Linked DNA regions of Mus musculus: regions 2 and 3 are each linked to region 1. Evidence: chromatin contacts called from public Hi-C and HiChIP or PLAC-seq data. All regions are on one chromosome and are shown on one strand. Each heading gives the region's core, a stretch centred on a gene start, on an enhancer-like site or on the middle of the called end of the contact. The rest is flanking DNA. Distances are from core to core; before and after follow the strand shown.

Region 1 (3,706 bases), core at 460-2,959:
AGAGTGTAGACAAGAGTTAGGAAGAATCCCTATGGGAGACCGAGGAAGATGCTTTGCCTTGGGGCGAGGGTAGGGAGTGAACTGTCTTGGGAAGCCTTCCTGGCCTTTGCCTACTTGGCAATGGAGTGTGTGTGTGTATGTGTGCGTGTGTATGTGTGTGTGTGTGTGTGTGTGTGTGTGTGTGTGTGTGTCTCACCCTTAGCATGAGACCTGAGGATGAGTTCTGAAAAATTGTTGTCCTAGGATGCCCCATGTCACTAGAGGATGGACAAGGGTAATTTGGAAGCCAGAATACATGTCACCAAAATATTGACAAGGCCAAAGCCAAGCTCTTTGCTTTTTTAAGATTTTATTCATTCATTCATTTTTAAATTTTTATGTGGATGAATGTTTGCTTTTATGTATACATGTGTATCATATATGTGCCTGCTGCCTGTTGACATGCTAAGAGGGCACCGAATCCCCTAGAACTGGGGTTATAGATGGTTATCAGTCACCGTGTGGATGCTGACAGCCTAAGAACTGAACCTATGTCCTGTGAAAGAGTAGCTAGTGTACTCAACTGCTGCGACATCTCTTCAGCCCCAACAGGACCAGTGCAAATTATAGAAAACCTTCCCATCCAAGCTTGGGGCACGGACTCTTATCTAAGCTTTTCAAGAGGCTGAGGCAGGAGGATCACAAGCCCAAGGCCTACCTGGGTAACTTAGTGGGCTACATTTTTAAAATAAAAAGGAAACTAACAAGAGTTAGGGATATGGCTCTGTGGTGTAACATTTATCCAGCACCTTAAAAGTTCTAATAGGAACAAAGAAGAGAGAAAGGGAAAAAAAAAAGTTTCACCCTCCAAGCAGGTACAGTTAAGGGAAGTCAGGCAGCAGGGAGTCCAGCCTTCCATGACTTTGAGAGCAGACAGCATCTATATCTTGGAGTAGTAGTGATACTTGAGTAAGGGAGTGTCATTTGAAGAGAATTGTCCTTTGATTTTATGATATGAGTGTGAACCTTCACTAGTCAACACTGAGTTGTACCTCCTTATTCTGCCTATGACTTGGAGATCTGGGTGTTTAAAGACCCCTTGAGACCTTTGGTAATTAGAGGCAATCTTCAGTCTGGTTGCCCTGCAAAAATGAAACCCAACTGCTGCTCTTGAAGAGATGCCAGAGCAGGTGAGAGAATGGCTGTGGCCTCCCCTCACAGACCTCAAGTACAACTAACTCCTCAGCCCAGGCTCCAGCAGTGCCCCTCCCCATGCCCAGGGCCCAGGCCCACTGTGGAAATATGATGTGCACAGGAGCAGAGAGGAGGAAAGGGGGAGATGGTTAAGACAGCAAATAAAGACAAATGGAGAGGAACAAACCCTGAGAATGCCTGGCTTCAGTTCCCTCCCCTCCCCACTTCCCCTAGAATATCAAATTATGACCTAAAATCGCTGGATACATATTTTATTATGTGTATAATTTAAAGGATTAGAGTGAGACAAAGAATTCATAAGCTGTAGTCACATTAGAAGATAAATTGTTTCCATTAATCTCGGAAGAAGGGAGGGAAGGAGAAAAATGCACAAGAGCCATAGAAAGGCCAGCAAGGAGACCCCGCTTGGGAAGGGGCACCTGGACAAGGATGCTTTCTTCTCTCCCTGCCTCAAGCAGTGCCCCACCCCTACACCAGCCTGCTTGCTCCAGAAGGCTGATCTGCAATGCAGATTCATCTCAGCTGCTTTTTGCTTCTGTTGCCAACCAAAGATGGTTTAAATAACATGTATTGTTCTGTGTGATTCCTTATGCAAATGTTTCTGGCCCGGTTGTTATTCCTGAATAATTTCCAAAGCCGGCTGTCTGGGCGGAAGAAATGGCTCACTCTCCCAGCTGTGTCAGGAGTCACCTGCCAGAGTCAAAGAACAAGAGAAGAGAGTTTTAATGGCCCCAGGCCCATGGTGGAAGACCCAGATGGCAAGCCCCACCCCTCTAACTGACGAGGTTCTAGGCTGGAGAATGCCATGTTGGGAACGAAATACAAGCAGCTAACCCAACAATGGAATTTTTACAGTAGACAGAAAGGATGCCCCAAACTGGAAGTACCACTATGCCTGCTTCACCATGGACAGCATGGGGCCATCTATCAAGGTAGATGGTGGGACTAAGCTTTGCCCTACTGTGCATGAGTGGACAAAGGACTCAAACCTCAGACTGGATGGCTGGGCTATGTAGGCATTCACTAGCTCCTGTTCCTCAGTAGAAGTTTCCTTGTTACTTCCACTCTCTCCAAGGTTTCATACGTCCTAAGATTTTCTCAAATTTGCTTGGTAGGTAGCCAAGGCTAGCCCTGAGTTCCTGATCTTCCTGCCTATACCACGTGAGTGCTGGGGTGACAGTCATGGATTGCCATTCGGGTTTATGTGGTGCTGGAGATTAGACCAAGAGCTTTGTGCATGGTGCTAAATAATGGAGAGCCGAGATGTAGAAGCTGCAACAGACCTGGGTCTGGATGTGCCTTCTGTAAGTTGCAGGGAAGCTCTTAACTCTGGGCCTCGTTGTCATCACCTGAGAAGTGAGACAAAGCAGGCACAAGATTATGTCAGGTAATATAAACAGCACTTACAACACAGAACCTAAAGAGTGAGCCCTACTCCAAAAATGTAGGTGTGTTTAATATGTATTCTAACATTCTTATTTTTAGGTTTATTTACTTACTTTATTTCTAAGTTTATTTACTTATTTATGTTGCATAATAGTCTATGTGTCTACGTGTATGATCTCAGCACTCAGGAAGTAGAGGCGGGAAGATCGGGAATTCAAGGCTTGTTTGGCTACCCAAGTGAGTTTGAGACAGTCTTGGGATACATGAGACCTGAGATAGGTGAGCTAGGGATATATGAATTCATAGTAGCATGGTCTGCTTCAGAGTTCTGAGGAAATTCTAGAAGAAATTCCGTGAGCTAGTTAGTAGAAGTGAGAAGGCTGTAAATACTGAGGAAGCTTATGTTTCTGGTGCCCCAGCCTGCACTCTATGGGACTGGCCTTGAGAGGAAAGCCTGCTTCATACCCTCAGTCTAAGCCCATTCCAGCAAGGAGCAGGAGCCAGCCTGCCTGTATGGCCTAGACATCTGTCTGCTCAAGCTTGACTCTGAAATCAAGCTGGGGAACATGTCACATGCTCTGGGGTGTCCAGGACGGCATCGGCAAGAGGCCACAATAGCAAACTCTAGAGGGAGAGGGCCAGGTATCCAGGCAGACTGAGAGCAAGGCTACCAGCTTTTCAGGGGAGTAAATCAGTGGGGCTTCTTCCAAAACCATGGGCTGGCTGGAGAGAACCTAGCAGTGTTTCCCAGAGAAAGGCTTGAAATCTAGAGATGACCCCTAACCTGGTTCATCCAAATATGCCCTCCCCTGTCTCCCCCCCCTTTCACTCTCACCTCCTTCAGTGGAGAAGACCCCTACCCTCCAAGCCAATCCCTCCCTCTGTCCCATGGGGATATGCAGAAAATTTGAGGGACAAAACTCCACTCATGGCCAGTTCCTAGGCTTGAGGCTTTCTATGCTGTGCAACAAGAAATAGATGTATTGACACAGGAGCTTCTTTTCAAAACAATATGTGGTAATTTTTTTTAAAGCTACGACCTGATTTAAAATAGGTTAAGTAAGTAACTGTGAGGTAGGATTTGAAGACAACAGAATCACTGGAAAGAGGTTTGCGAATGAGAAGC
Region 2 (3,706 bases), core at 525-3,024, 410 kb before region 1:
GAAGTCATGAATGACTCTAGAGCAGAGAAAAACAGATCTACAAGGATTTTCACTGGGTTGAGGGCCTGAGTAGGCAAGGAAGAGTGGACCTAGTATTCAAGTAAAAGGACTGCTTTCCAAGAAAAGCCAAGTCTCTGATGGGGAGGGAGAGGATATGGCTGGGAAAGAAAGCTGGCTGGAAGATGAGTTAGTGGGAATGGCAGAATCCCTATTGTGGTTATTCTTATTTCTCAAAGAACTCATCTGAGGATGAAGGTGACTGTGTGTGTTCTACTGGTGCTTATTGCTATGACATATTACTTGACAAAAGCAACTTAAGAAAGGACTTCCTCTGGCTCACAGTATGGGGCAAGGAAGGTATGGGACCAAGAGCTAAGATGGCAAGAGCTTGGGGCAGTTGAATGGTGTTCACATTCAGTGTGGAGTTTCTATCCTGAGTTAAGTATCTCTGAAACTCCCCTACAGATATCAGAGGTGTGTGTGCCTTCTGGATGATCCAAATCCTGACAAGTAGACAGTGGGTTTTCTCTCTGTCTGTCTGTCTGTCTGTCTGTCCCTCTCCCTCCCTCTCTCATTCATCTATCTATCTATCTATCTATCTATCTATCTATCTATCTATCTATCTATCTATCTATCTATCATCTATCTATCATCTGTCTGTCTATCTATCTATCTATCTATCTATCTATCTATCTATCTATCTATCTATCTATCTATCTAAAGTCAGGCTCTCATGCAGCCCAGACTGATTTTGAACTTGCTATGTGGCCAAGGATAATCTTGAATTTGTGATCTCCCTCACTTAACCACCAGAGTGCTAGAACCACAGGCATCATATGCCACTATGCCTGGTTTATACAGCGCTAGAGATCAAACCTAGGCCTTCATGCAAACTATGACTAGCCCCCTACCAACTGAGCCCCCAAATGAGTAAATCACATGTAATTTACTCATCTTTGTGCTATTTCCGTGCCTCCAGCAATTAGCATTGTGCCTCAAACATGACTAGCATTAACACACGATGGTAAGTTAGTGAACTCAGGCTCTGGGAAGTGACTTGACATTAGGGTTATTTATCCTCACATTTTCTGGAAACTGTAACCTCATTCTTATGTTGAACTGCATATGAACTAATCTAGGTCACCCTCAGCTTTGAGAGAATGCATATCCTCTCAGCTCTCTACCATCTATTTTCCTCTGTTCTGAAGTCACTCATGACTTTTACATGACCAAGTGGTTAGTTCTCAGTAGACACACACCCTACACACACACACACACACACACACACACACACACCCCGCACACAGTGGATATTTGCACACTGTGCACACTGTGTCCATAGTTTTAAAATTACATCAATTTAAAGACTGTGGGAATTCAGGTCCTTGGAGTGGTCAGTAGTAGAGGGAGCCTCCAGCTTTCCTCAGCTGCTTAGGGAAAACACTGCAGCAGTCCAGTCCTAAGACTGCCTGGGTCCAGCCATGCTCTGTTCTCCCTTTCTGGAGAACTCACCCTCTATTCTTCCATAATACTCCATCATATTCCTGAGACAGAAAACAAAAAAACAAAAAAACAAAAACAAAAACAAAAACAAAACAAAACAAACAACAAAAAAGAAGGTAAGGCTTAAAAAAAAAATCCTAAAATGGAGGCAGTGGGAATTCAGCAAGCAAAGAAGAGGAGTGTGAATTACTAAACAGAACTGTGGAGAGAGGTAGCAGCGTGGTGCATTTTGCATTTGGATGTCTTCCCAGCCAGAATCTAGCTGCACTGGGGACAGAGGGGCAGAGCAGCATCTGTCGGTAGGTTTTCCAGGCTGTGGCTTCATTGCACAGTGGTTGCATGCTCATCATGCGAGTTGGGATGTGGGGGTTCTTGGAAGGGTACAGGCAGGCAGCTTAGGCAGCCTGGGTTTGCTTCTTCTTTTACATAGTGTTTTCTGTTGTTTCCCCCTCCCTCATTCTCCTGTATCCCTTTTCAAACAATTTGTAGGTGTCACTGTGGAGAAAAGCCAGCAGGACGTGTAAAATAGCCTCATAAATTAGGACAAGATGACTCCCATTAGTTTGACATAGAGTGGTTGGAGGCTTAGGCAAAAAAACCAGAGGAAAGGGGCTTAGAAGGCAGAGCCCTGGGGTCCTGAGGAGGAGCTTGAAGATGGCGCAGAAGAGAGACGAGTTTAAACACCTGTTCTGAGACCCAGGTCTTTAAAGTTACATTCAGTGGCTCACTGGATGCTAAGAGTGAGAGCAAGCTTTCAGGGTTGACTCAGGGGTGAGAAGAAAGTATGTTAGAAATCTTGTAAGTCACAACAAAATGCATTTCCCCCCATGGAGGCAGATGTACACAGAGTGACAGAAGAGAAGAGGAGAAAGCTTTCACCCACCTCACCTTGGCAGGCCTCAGCCATTAGTCATTCTGTTTTCAAGCATTAAACTGCAATAAATATGAAACGTCCTGTCAACGGCCCCAGATCATATTTATTCAAATCAGCCAAACAGGTTTCTAAAAGCAAATGCCAACATATCAGAAAGATCCAAGGAGTCGGCAAAAATGTTCAGAAGCAATTCCCAAATAAGTTATCATGCTTAAAGACAATGCATCTCTCTCCAGGCATTGCAGGCTTACCTGTGGTGGATATTCACTGCAAAATCCCCCTACCTTTGCTGGTGCTCACTGCTAGGTTGGTTTTCCAAGGCTGTCATAAGTGCAAAGTGGCTTGCAAAGATAGTAACATATTCACCTAAGTATATTTACAACACATTCCTGCGGGCAACTTGTAGCTCAATGGAACATTTACTCTGTAGTATAATTTTTCAATAATATTACATGCATTAATAAAGGTAATTTAGAAGAAGCCCCCATAAAGTCATTTGACTTTTTTTTTTTTTTTTGGCAATTGCCAGAGTAATAAAATGCCTTTGCATTATGTGGCAGTAAGAAAGCTATGCCCTTTTACTTGATTAAGTAAAGTCCCTTCAGCGTTTACAATCACACATTTGTGTGTCACTTTATTGCCGTCTTATTTTAATTTGAGCTATGCATCTCCTGACTACCCAGAGAGATTTAGAGAACAATATTGTTGTCCAGCACAGCAGAAAGACCCGGGGCATAAGCACATGCTTTTACATTGTCAAGTGCTCGCCACATTTGACCTCCCTCCCCCCCCCCCCCCCCACGGTTCCAGGTCAACTAGGTTCTTTTGTTAATGGTTTGAACATGTGTCCTGGATGTCAACTGTGTATTAAGCTTTGTGGTAGTATTGTGGGGAAACTCAAATGCAATCTCTGGGATATATATATATATATGTGTGTGTGTGTGTGTGTGTGTGTGTGTGTGTGTGTGTGCATGTGTATGTGTGTCTAAGAGGCTGGAGAGGATGAGACATGTAGTGTGTCGTGGACTCCCCTCCATTGTTTTAGCCTCAGAAATAGGGGGAGAAAAGATGCCATCTAGAAGAAGGGGGACTCATGAAAATGAATGATAATGAAGTCGTGTGGAGGAGTTGAGAAGAAAGGAATGCAGAAAGGTGCATTCTGGGATTCTTTGGTTTGAGATATGATTTTCTTTATGGCTTCATGTCCTTCAGGAAATGTTGCTGATCTTACAAGTGCTCTGTTTAAAAGTTGACCTCCTTCAGCTGAGGGTCTCTGCAGAGGGGTGCAATAAGCAGGTTTGTGTCTCTAGACATCGTGAGTTTGAGACA
Region 3 (3,706 bases), core at 598-3,097, 330 kb before region 1:
GAGAGGGAGAGAGAAGAGAGAGAGCATATGGTGGCAGAGGGTTGACAGAAGAGCGACAGAGTTTACACATCAAGGAACTCAATCATAAACCTGTGTAAGTACCAGTTAACTCCTTGCAACCTATTTTTGAAACTACAGCACAGATATTTTCATCTGGGGCCAAGCATGGACAATTTAAACTTGCTTTGATGACATACATGCCAACGGATAAGTCTACATGAGCTTTTCCAACATAGACATCACTCCTGCTTTTGATCAATTCTCATCTGTATGTTGCAAGGCAATTTCAGTAAGCACTTAGCTTAATCAATTTGTATCTGCACATTGACCTTCGGGACTGTGTTCGTGGCTCCTGGCACTCAGTGCGCATTGTGATTCTGTCTGTTCGGGCGATGTTGTTCTCAATGTTTGTACATGGCTCTATGTTTAGCCAATGTGATCATGTGTTCCCTCCCTTCAGCCGCTTCCCTTTCCCAGAGAGATGCAAACTGTGTGGCTTACAGAACATATTTTTAAAAATTATTTCCCTGAAACCTGGAGAGCTGTGAAGTTAGGCATTCCGGGATAATAAAAGTAGTGGGGAAAATAAAAATTTTTTATCAGCTTGTTTACACAATTATGTAAATGATGAGCACTTATACATGGCTGATTCCTCAATTATTCATGGTTTGAAGCTCTTGAAAATTCAATTCAACTAAATAACCTTTCTCTCAGTGCTCACGGTGAGCAAGGTACTGTAATTTGCAAAGGGGGAGAGAGCGATACAATTTGATCAGAAACATTACAGAAATGAACAATAAGTGCAGTACACATCGAGTAAGCTCGATAAGAATAGCACAACACATGCTCTGGGGTTTTAGGGCAGAAGAGACATCATCTATCCCAGTGTAGTTGTGGAGGATGGAGAAGGCGAGTCTGGAGCTCTCATCCATGTACAAAGCTGTGTTGGGTTCAGGTCCCAACCATCCTGTCTGAACTGTTAGATCAGCTTCCTTTTTCATGTCCTCTCACATTGCTGCTCCACAGTGATCTTTCTAAAAAGGCAATTTGATTGTGCTATGCCTTAGCTCTAAATTCTCTCTTTCCCCTACTCTCGACAAGGAGTTAAAGTTTCTAATGTGTCACATAGAATGTGCACCCTCAGTATGCCTTGCTTCCCTGGTGGGCACAGTGCCCACTAAACTTCACATTACCTGGGCCCCAGTGACCTCATTTCCTTTTCCCATGCCGTTCATTCCACGCAGACAGATCCACTCTTTTGTTCTTTTCCCCTCATGTGTCCCCTCCTGTCCAACTTGCTTGGCTCCTATCCAGAAGGCACAGCTGTTGATTCTCAGTGCACCTCTCCATTGTATTCAGCACCACCTCTCCATTTATCCCAGTACTGGGTCATTTGGGGCAGAGACTAGGCATCCTTGATATCCTGATAAATCTACCCTGCATGGGATCCAAATGCACAGTGGTCATGGCACATGCTACTTACTAAATGTATTTCTGCCAAGTCACAATGCTTTCACTGTGTGGGTGAGTAGGCCACCTCTTTTTGTCCACACGGTTAAAGACCGAGTAATGTGCTATGTAAATGTAGAACCTTCTTCCACAGAGCTTAGATTAAGAGAAGGCAACAGAGGTTCAGTGGAGCAAGAGAAAGCTGCTTCTATTTGTTTAAATGGAAACAAGTCTTCTCTAAACAGAGAGAGAAAGGCTTACAGAGAATAAAATATAAATAAGAAAAGAGACATTGGATCAGACTTTGGGGGAGAAGAATAAAGCAGGAACTGGGGGGGGGGAGTGAACCTTGGCAAGGGTTGGAGTAGAGGATGGAGTGAAACAAGTCTTTGTATACAGCCCAAGGTTTGGCAGGGGAAGAGGGCTGGCCAGCAAACTCATGTACCTAACAGCACTGAGTTTTCACAGCCATAGACGTTGAAAGAAAACCACAAATACAACACTAGCAACACACTGTAATGAGAAGTGACCTTCCAGGCAATGTGCTTGCCATGAAAGTGCATCACAATTGGATGGGTGATTAACTTCTCAGGGGTGCAGGGCTGAACTCAGGGGCTGAGGCCCCTGACATTTCTTTTGTAGTCCTCCACATCAAACAGTCTTTGAGCCCATACTGACTGGAGTTTGAGATAGAATCAAACATGATCCTGGGGGCTGACCTCTACTGAGCTGCTGCAATCCCCACAGCTAAAGCAAGCTATGCCTACTCAGCTGAGATATTTGGTTCTGGCCATGGTTTAAAGCACTAGAAACCACCCAATAATCTGGGAGTGAAGGCTGGGCTAAACTGGGAACTTGTGGGGCCACAGTGGAAGGACAGGTTTGTCCACCCTACTACCCAGGCCTCAGCGTCCTCCTCTTTGCTGTCTCCTGAGGCTCCTTGGTTCTGCTCAGGGAAACACCTCAGCAGGAGACTCCTGACCCCAGTGCAAGGGTGAACTCAGTTTACTTTCCTTTGAAAAGATGAAAGCTGTGCTGTAGACTGCACTTGTGCATTTCCAAGGAAGCTTAGACCATCCATATCCAAAGGAGAAAGCTTGAGTTAGGAGTTTCACTATGTTCTGGGGATGCAAAATCTGGTGTGAGAAGAGACAAAAGGGAAGATATGCCCACCTGTTTGGTTTGTTTGCAATATGTTTACCTCAATTTCCGGGGGGGGGTTCCTTTTATGTTCACTTTCAACTTTCTTTGCTTTTCCCATTCTGTTTTTACCTCTCCCACCCCCCCAAAAATTACAGAAGAGTATTAAATTAAATTGGAATGTTCTATCTATTTATTTGATCAACACATCTGTTTTTCCTAAAAATGAATCAACCTATGATTTACATATTCAGGCAACAGAAATGCATTATCTTATCATTTTCTGTTGTATCCACCCAAACTCTGCTATTACTGACGTTAATGTTGAACTAAATGACTTAAAGTAGTAGTTGCTCAACAAAGGTTGTTTCCTGAACTTAAAGTTCCCAGAAAGTATGGGGAGGACACTGAGAGGATTTCCTGTAGGCTCTTGAAATGAAAATATACAACTCTTTGGGCTCCTCATCACCAACCTAACTTTCCTTGAAAATATAGGATCAACAAGACCATTGACATAGAATACTAGCCTTTTAGAGATGAAAGGGCCCCAAAAGATACAAACGAACCCACTTGTAGGCTTCAGGGCATCAGGGGAGAAGGCAAAATGCTTCAGAACCTGCCTGTAGTCCAGAGCAGCCACGAAGCTGGGAGCTCAGTGCCCCAAATATCACATTTGTCTCAATTTGGCAAGAAGCTGAAAGCCTATCTGGGGCCATTTAAGTTCTAATGTTATTAAGGGCTCATCTAATCAGCTCTTAAAATAAGCTGCTCACAAATGCATGGGGACCGAGGGTAAGAGAGAAGCAAGTTGATCCAGGCAGTTTGACCCAGCCCGGTGAGCTTACCTTGGTCTAAATTGCTAAAGAGCCACGGGGTCACCTGGCTTCCTTCCTGTTTGGTAACTTCTGCAAGTCAAAGTCTATGCCAAGCAGCATTTGCAAAAGAGATTTATAAGTGTGTGGGAGAGAGAGTTAATCTACATAAGCCATGTTCTCTGGAGAGGCCCACCGTGCACATGTGACAAGGCTTGGCAGGGAAAGATGAGCTGGTTTCTATGCCTGGGGGTGGCTTTCAGATATAACTGCCAGAAAATGGTGATTCTGAGAATTACCTCTGA

What was found. A called contact is a pair of places that touch in the nucleus more often than the background predicts. HiChIP or PLAC-seq counts read pairs in DNA pulled down with a chosen protein or histone mark.
Region 2: a contact with region 1 is called in a Hi-C map of cortical neurons, with 1.9 times the contacts expected there. The contact joins two enhancer-like sites. A contact is called at or near these places in 1 of 15 datasets of contacts at CTCF or cohesin (the NIH/3T3 cell line), 2 of 484 Hi-C or Micro-C datasets (the NIH/3T3 cell line and cortical neurons), 3 of 115 datasets of contacts at active chromatin or transcription factors (embryonic stem cells and stem cell-derived neural progenitor cells) and 1 of 9 other capture datasets (embryonic stem cells).
Region 3: an H3K27ac HiChIP or PLAC-seq map of stem cell-derived neural progenitor cells shows a contact between it and region 1. The contact joins two enhancer-like sites. A contact is called at or near these places in 3 of 115 datasets of contacts at active chromatin or transcription factors (acute myeloid leukemia, embryonic stem cells and stem cell-derived neural progenitor cells).

The regions. Positions count from the first base shown.
Region 1 is chr1:159,411,649-159,415,354 of GRCm38.p6, reverse strand. No RefSeq gene overlaps it. Among named protein-coding and RNA genes, the nearest start is that of Mir1843b, 73 kb to the right of the region's middle. Within about 2 kb of position 1,709, at least 41 of the 459 cell types and tissues checked have an H3K27ac peak or open chromatin away from gene starts, as enhancers often do. A contact at or near this core is called in cortical neurons and stem cell-derived neural progenitor cells, where this site is marked.
Region 2 is chr1:159,817,784-159,821,489 of GRCm38.p6, reverse strand. All of the region lies in intron 2 of Tnr (tenascin R), which reads right to left. Among named protein-coding and RNA genes, the nearest start is that of Gm31348, 36 kb to the right of the region's middle. Within about 2 kb of position 1,774, at least 14 of the 459 cell types and tissues checked have an H3K27ac peak or open chromatin away from gene starts, as enhancers often do. A contact at or near this core is called in cortical neurons, where this site is marked.
Region 3 is chr1:159,739,567-159,743,272 of GRCm38.p6, reverse strand. All of the region lies in intron 2 of Tnr (tenascin R), which reads right to left. Among named protein-coding and RNA genes, the nearest start is that of Gm31348, 43 kb to the left of the region's middle. Within about 2 kb of position 1,847, at least 18 of the 459 cell types and tissues checked have an H3K27ac peak or open chromatin away from gene starts, as enhancers often do. A contact at or near this core is called in stem cell-derived neural progenitor cells, where this site is marked.